Linked DNA regions of Gossypium hirsutum: region 1 is linked to region 2. A link is a contact called in public Hi-C data. All regions are on one chromosome and are shown on one strand. Each heading gives the region's core, a stretch centred on a gene start, on an enhancer-like site or on the middle of the called end of the contact. The rest is flanking DNA. Distances are from core to core; before and after follow the strand shown. Region 1 has its middle 42 kb from the start of LOC107901216. Region 2 holds the start of LOC107901216 (strigolactone esterase D14).

Region 1 (3,865 bases), core at 1,019-3,518, 42 kb after region 2:
ACCTTTCCTTTTTTTTTGGGGGGGGGGGGGGTTTCCTGCATGACTTCCATGTGTCGCTACCCACCACCCATGGTTTCTATGGTACGTTTTAATTTTGTGGTGTTCCATTTACCTTTACGACAAGGAAACATCTATATGATTCTGTTGTCTTTCTGCGCCCTCTTTTTCTTTTGATTTTGTTTCCTGCGTTTTAGTTTTAAGGTTTAAAAATTAATAAAATCTTAAAAATATATTTTTAATTGATATTATATATTTTCTTATGAATAAATTTAAATTAAAAATGTTTTTATTTTTCGAATAAAATTTAGACTGAACGGGCTTGAGTTGTAAAAATACATGTTTAAACTTAATTCAAGTCAAGTTGAGCCTTTCGGGCTAAACAAATTACCTAACCTATGTTTAGGTCTATTACCAATTCAATCAGAAAATTTACTCAAAAATCATTTTTAAGAAAGTATAAATATTAGTTTTTTTTATGTTTGATATTTTTATATAAATTATTTAAATAAAACCAAAAAAATAAGGTAAAATTCTAATGACCTAAAATTAATAAATTTATTGAAGAGCTATCTTCCATAATTATATTTTTTATACAAAATTTTACTCTTTCACTTTCATTAGAGTGTGACATGGTCTAGTCTTAACTAATGTGGGATGATATTCTATTATATCTGTATTAATAATAAAGTGTATACCTAAATTTGATGTCACAAGTCAAATAACATCAATACAATGAAGAAAAAAAAAACCAATAAATTTTGAACTAATAAATAGTAATAAAGGTTGTTAACTATAACGCTAAGGAGGTAGGGGTGAAACTGATCATTTTATCGTCCTTGTTAATCCTCCGTCATACGTGAGAAGTTTGTTAGAAGAGGACATTCAACGTGCAATGCATGTGGCGACTGATGGAGCCTAATCTTTTTGGAATTTTAGTTTAGTACTAAATTTTATTTCTACCAAAATTTTTTTTATCTAACTTTCTAATAATTTCTCACTTTTTAAACAATAATCATCCATGCCATGTACCTAATTACAAAACTTGACTTTTTTTTAAAAATAATTATATAGTTGAAAATTATTATTTTACTTTTTTTTAATATTATAACGGGTAATTATTCGGTACATAAGCATTAAAAATTTTTAACACTACAAGTAGTAGAGGTGAGATATTACTACATATCCTCTTTATTTTTATTCTTTAAATTACATACAATTTAAGGAGACATACTAAAATTTCAATCCACTAGTGAAATTAAAAATTTTTAACCTTTGTTTTATCTTGTAACATAATTAGTAAGAAACATAAATCTTTTTATTTATTTAATTTTTAAAAATCAGGTATAATATTTTTTTTATTAGTTTAGGTTTTGAATTTTTAGATTTATCTTGATAAAATGAGATTTATTTTAAGGAAAGGATTGTATGAAATAGAGACGCCACTTCATTCTGTATCCCTTATCAATTATTTAATGTCATCTCATAACTTTTCCATGTCATTGACACCTCATTTTGATAACTTTTTAAACCTAAACCTTAAACTTTAGATCCTAAACCCTAAACTTTAAACCTTAAACTTTGAACCCTGAACCTTGAACTCAAGGTCCAAAGTTTAAGGTCTAAGGTTTAAAGTCTAAGGTTCAGGGTTTAAGGTTGAGAGTTCAGGTTAAAAAAATTATCAAAATGATATGTCAATGACATGAAAAAAAATGTTAAAATGACATTAAATAATTAGTAAGAGATATAGGATGATGTGGCCTCTCTATTTCACACAATTCTTTCCCTTTATTTTATGGCTTTTGATATTATGTGGCAAAGTTTAAATTTTTTATATATTTAAAAAAAACTTGTATATAAAAAATATTTTATATAATAAATCTTGTATTTTTTTTAGAAAAATAAATTTTTATATAAAAAATTAAAGTTATTTTTTATTATTTTAAATATTAAAAAAATTGTAATTGAAGAAATTCAAATTGGTTTTGGTTTCTCTATCAACCCTAATAGTGAGGCACGCTTTTCATGTTGTAGAATGCATGAAAGAAAGACCACCTCACATGCTGCTATCAAACTGGCAAAGAAGAGACCATGAGGAGCGAGGTAACCCAGGATTCAATGGATCTGTCATTAAGAGGGAGCATTGGTTATGGGGAAAAAGACTATTATTTAAAGCCAAAAGGAAGAAAAGAAATAAAGTGGAGGGAGGAAGTCATTAAAAGGTCGGCTCCTGTAGTTTAGATATCCCCAAAGAGATGAGGGTAGTTCTGCTCATTTAAAAGACGGTTCCTAACGTTGTTAATGCCGATACCTAGTCAACATCTTCCTACATATCTTTCATTTATTGCTCTCTCTTTTGATGCCAAAGCAAATTAACTATCTCTAAAAACCAATTGAATTAAGCCTGCCTGCTATTTATTGCTGCACACTATTCTTCTTGCTCAAGTTTTCCATTTCTTTTATGTGCCATGTTCTTTTATCTACGACCGCGACCCATGTCAATTAATGTTTCTCCGGACAAGTCAACCAACCCACGCCAAAATTTTCTCCTGTCTTTATTAAAAAATGTTCCCAAAGAGAATGGAAAGAAGTTTTACTCAAGCATCCAGCCATGTATGTTTGCATAATGAGATGACACAAAAACTGTACCAACAATCAATCCAGCTCCTTGTCATTTTCATGGGTAGCTCTAAGAGCAATAAGAAAGGTAGAGAATCATAAAATTAAAGGGAGAAAAATATGACTTTCTAAATGTGAATGGAAGCCATTGTTCAACTGAAATGCTCAAGCCATGCATCATACAAGTTCATCTTTACTAGTCAATCCGCTTATGCTGAAAACAGGAAGTGTATTTATTCGAACTAAGCATGCTTGACTTTTTTGTCCCAGGTTTTTTCCATTATTTGAAAGATTATAGGTTTAGTACGTAATAGCTTCACCATATCATACTGTAGATTTCTAACAAAAAACATGCCCATGCGCGCATTGCAAAACAAACATGGAATGTCACACTATTGCAGGTGTTGCTTCCCAGTCCACTTACCATTTTGGACCAAGAAAAGGAAGACTAAAGATAATGAAACAAATTAGAGGACTTGAAGCCTGAGTGTTGGATTAAAATCTATATATAATGAATGAAAATAATGTGCAGATACCATAAGTTGTATTTATAATTTGACATTTATAATTTGATGAGTGGTTAAATTATAAATACCCAAAATTGATTTAATAATAAATTATTTAAAAAGGAGTAGTGGTCCCCAATAAATAATATATATTTCGTATTTCTTTTCTATTCCCATCAGAGTTTTACCAAGAGAAAAACTATTTTCTTGAAAGATTAAAACCTTATGGGCAATTTCCAACAATAGATTCAGATACTCTTCCGCATATAATTTTATCCTTAACGGATCCTAATTTGTTAAGTTTTATTCTAAGATTGTAGCTTCAGATTGCTAGAAAGGAATATATTAGGTAGGTCCAAATCTTTGGTGGAAAGGTCTAAACAAAGGATTTTGATTGATCATGTATTGACTTTGCCAAGGATACAAAAGTAAAATAAAAATTTGATTATGGACTTCATTTAGCACTCCTATTTGTTTGTGGAATTCATTAGCCAAAATGAAAACGTGTATGTGTGTAGTACGTTTGCTATTTAGTTGAAACTAATCTAGTGCCCTTCACAATGTTCCAACAATTATTTCGAAATATAATATTCTTTTTTTAAATTAAGTAAAAAAATTCTTAAATCTAAATAAACAAAATAAATTAATGTTAGGTTTAATTAATTTATTCGATGGATTTTAAGGTTTGATATTTCAAACTGAATAAATTGAATAAGATTAATTATTAAACCCAAAACACATAT
Region 2 (3,658 bases), core at 934-3,433:
GATATACTCTACAAAGGCCAACCCCACACGCACACATGTTAAAAGCCATAAATATGTATATATTCCAATGACCATATATTTATTTCTGACGTTATCTTTTATTTTTTGGTTCAAATTTCAAAGCCTAAAACTCCAGCAAGCACAGCAAGGAACTCAAGATGTGCTGTCAGCTGAGGGAAATGACCATTGGTGTTGACAATCTCAACCGTTGATTTCCCTTTGATCTTCTTGTGCATGTAGTCGGCAACTGAACCCGGCACGACAATGTCATTTGTGGTCTGGATAATGGTGCATGGTGTGGTTACCTTGTCTAGGATGTCCCTTTCGTCGCTGCGAAACACTGTTTTGGCTAAAGGGACTGCAAATTCATGCCTCATCCTCTTCAAGCATTTTGCAAGGTTGTTGACCGATATCGGGTCTGAATTGTCGACGACGAGTAGTGCGAAATTTGATGTCCAGTTTTCATAGTCGGATTCGATGCTCGATATGATGCCGTCGATTGTTGCATCGTCGAATCCACCTTCGTAATCATCTATGTTGATATACCTGCAAATTACTTGGTAGTATGAGACAATTACATGAAACCATACATATACCTGCAAAATTAAACATTGCAAATATCGGAAACACCAATTCGCTTTGTTAAGTGAATGTACTCGATCATTTTAAGGTTTTTAGTCATCATTTCAATAAATTATTTTAAAAAAGAAACGTATTTAATGTTTTATAAATTATATAGTCTTGGGTTTAAGTCTTATTACATATATATAATTTAGCTTTATGGAAAAGGCATAAATACCCTAAAAAAAGTATAACTAAATTAGGACTTTGGATTATAATAATATATAGATGAGTACATATAACATCTAACAAGCGAACCAAATTTCATGTTTTCGGCCGACAACAACAAGATTGTCATATATAATGTTTTTCTATAGAAATTAAAAGATAATAATAAAAAATATAGAACTAAAAAGTTGGTTTTGGCTTGTAATAAGAAAATGTCAAAGAAGAAGAAAGCAGAAAATAAGATAAGATTGGATTTGTTATTTAATCAGAAAGTAATATAATTGAGCATAGAAATAGAGAGATACTGAAATAATTGAGTATATATATAAAGTTGAATCATCCACACAATATAAAGTACAAGACAAAGAACACAGCACTGTCTATGATAACCGACCCAGATCCTCCTGTCCACATATTTTGCCGTTAGGTTGATTTAATTTTCACATCTACTCTCCCATTATCCAATTTCTTTATATATACATATACACATATAGGTTAAATTGGTAAATAGATTCACTTCTTCTATAAATTACCCAAAAAAGTATACAAATTGGATGAAAAAGGAGGATTATTTTTTGATAAAAAGTATACAAATTTGTACTTAATCATATATGAAGTGACGAATGATTGAATATCAACTAAACTCCAGGTTGAAAGAATATTTAGAAGAAGTATGTGCCAGAATTAAAGATATTTAATAATTGTATGGGTTTGGGGTTTGAATCTATAAAATTAAAGATATAGCACAAGTAAGAAAAGGAAATAAAAAAAAATACCTAGGAGAAGCAGCAACAAGTATAAGCCTGTTAAAAAGTTGAGGTCTTTCAATGGAAGCAATGCATCCGATCATACCAGACATGGAGTGACCGACAAAGACGAGGGAGGATTCCAAGTGAAGCTCATCCAAAAGAGCAATCAAGTCATCAGCAAAGGCATCATAAGAAGAGTATTTCAAAGGATCGAAGAGGTTGGGATCTTTTACAGCCCCTGAAAAAGTCCAGTCAAAAAGGACAACCTGGTAATGCTTTGTCAAGCAAGGGAGGACTTTGTCCCACACAGATTGGTCTCCTCCAAACCCATGTGCTAGCACCATCGTCTCACTCCCACTCCCTATTATCCTCGCATTCATGGCTGCTTCTAGGCTCCTTTCTAACGCCACCATCTTCCACAGGCTTAAGCGAGAGAACAAAAAGAGAGAGAGAAGGAGAGCTAAAGCTGTTTTTTGGTGGTGCGTCCTGTTGGTCCGGGTTTGGTTATATAGAAAAGTCACAGCCTCACAGGATTTATTTCGAATTCGGATACATTTCGGGTTCGGTTCTATTCGAATAGTCGCATTGTATTTTAACATTTTTATATAGATTACGACCATTTTTTTATATATAGGAGAAAACAACGTATTTGCTTTAGCTGAGAGGTGCAGTTGAAGTCTTAATCCATCATCAAAACCCCACCAAGATAATTAAATGAATGGTTGGTTTTTTTGAGGGGGTGGTTCAATCCAACTTCAGCCTTTTTCTATTTTAAATAAGTATGGGGGCATTCAATTTAAATTAATGAAATGACAAGTTCAAGCTTTTTTACTGCAGGGTAATGATGTAGTGTTATTTAATGTAATGGCGGTGATAAACAAAATGGGTATGAAATTCAACCAAGAGGAGTCAATCTCGGCATCAGCTTAGCTTCAAAATTCAGCAATTGGTGGCTTTAAAAACTTACTAAATTTGTTCATTTGACTTTCTTTCTGGGATAAATGCTTGCTTGCAGTCACACGAGAGAAGGAAGGGTTTGCTTCTTCATGAAAACCAAAATATAATATACCCACTCCTAAAGAATTCATGTTGTATTATATCACCAATAATTAAATTCATGTCTTGTTGTACTGTCTAAACATAGTATTAATAACATTAAAAAGAACCTATATATAGCATTTATGTATTATTTATATCATTCCCTCATATACATATACCTACTCTAGTGATCTATTTCTTGTGTTTGTGAACCATTTTCTGTTCTTGTTTGCGGCCGCCAAAAGGAGGCCATATCCACCGACATGTTTTGTGGATTTTATTGCATATATCTAATTTGTTGCTGTTTTATGTCCTAAACATTCCTCAAAAATTCAAAGGAAAAGAAAAACATGGAATTTGCATTAGATTTCTTCCAAGCTTTTCTCATGCGAAAATAAAATAAAATAAACTAAAATGGTCAAAAAATTGAGGTTTCCGTTTCTGACAGGTTAAGATGAAAATGAAGAAGAAGAAGAAGAAGAAGCTAGGGTTATTATTAGAAATACAAAATATTAATGGAGTATATTATTTTATAAGTCGTACTACGTAAACGATATTATAATGAAATTAAAAAAAAATGGGATGAGGGCAATTGCCGCCTTGGTGGGGGGGGGGGACCACATACATAGGAAAGGAATAAGACAGGTGAAGTGGAGTTAGGTTAAAAAGGAGACGTTTGTCGTGTAGTGTGTCTGGACATTAGAATTTGGATAATATTATATTCGTTGATGGCGTGAGTGAGCGAGTGAGGAAGAGTTTGGCGATAAGTCCAAGCCCTACCTTTTTTCTCCCATTAAATTTCCTCCGCCCCCACCACGTTCTCCCTCTCTTTTTAATTCCCACCTTATTCTTTTTTATTTATTAATATGTGAATTTAAATTATTATTATTTTTGTTAACAATGAGGTGTGATACGATGGATATTCACTTTATCTTTTACCTATATTGTTGGGGGTTTGATTCTCGTTTACAGGAAATGAAATATATTTTATAATCAACCGTTTATTTTTTTGAAAAACACCCGAGATAAAAAAAATTAATTACTGTTATTAACGATAGATACTCTGATTACAATAAAAAAGT

What was found. Hi-C and Micro-C count contacts between places; a contact is called where the count stands out from the background.
Region 1: a contact with region 2 is called in a Hi-C map of leaf, with 2.7 times the contacts expected there. The contact joins the enhancer-like site here to the promoter of LOC107901216 in region 2. A contact is called at or near these places in 14 of 34 Hi-C or Micro-C datasets (anther, callus, hypocotyl and 3 more).

What each region holds. Positions count from the first base shown.
Region 1 is chrD06:9,870,588-9,874,452 of Gossypium_hirsutum_v2.1, forward strand. No RefSeq gene overlaps it. Among protein-coding and RNA genes, the nearest start is that of LOC107901216, 42 kb to the left of the region's middle. Within about 2 kb of position 2,269, at least 1 of the 9 cell types and tissues checked has an H3K27ac peak or open chromatin away from gene starts, as enhancers often do. A contact at or near this core is called in leaf, where this site is marked.
Region 2 is chrD06:9,828,720-9,832,377 of Gossypium_hirsutum_v2.1, forward strand. It overlaps LOC107901216 (strigolactone esterase D14), which reads right to left and starts at 2,184. Exons shown (of 2, transcript XM_016827125.2): 1 at 1,566-2,184; 2 at 1-546. The coding sequence starts at 2,158. The coding sequence ends at 111.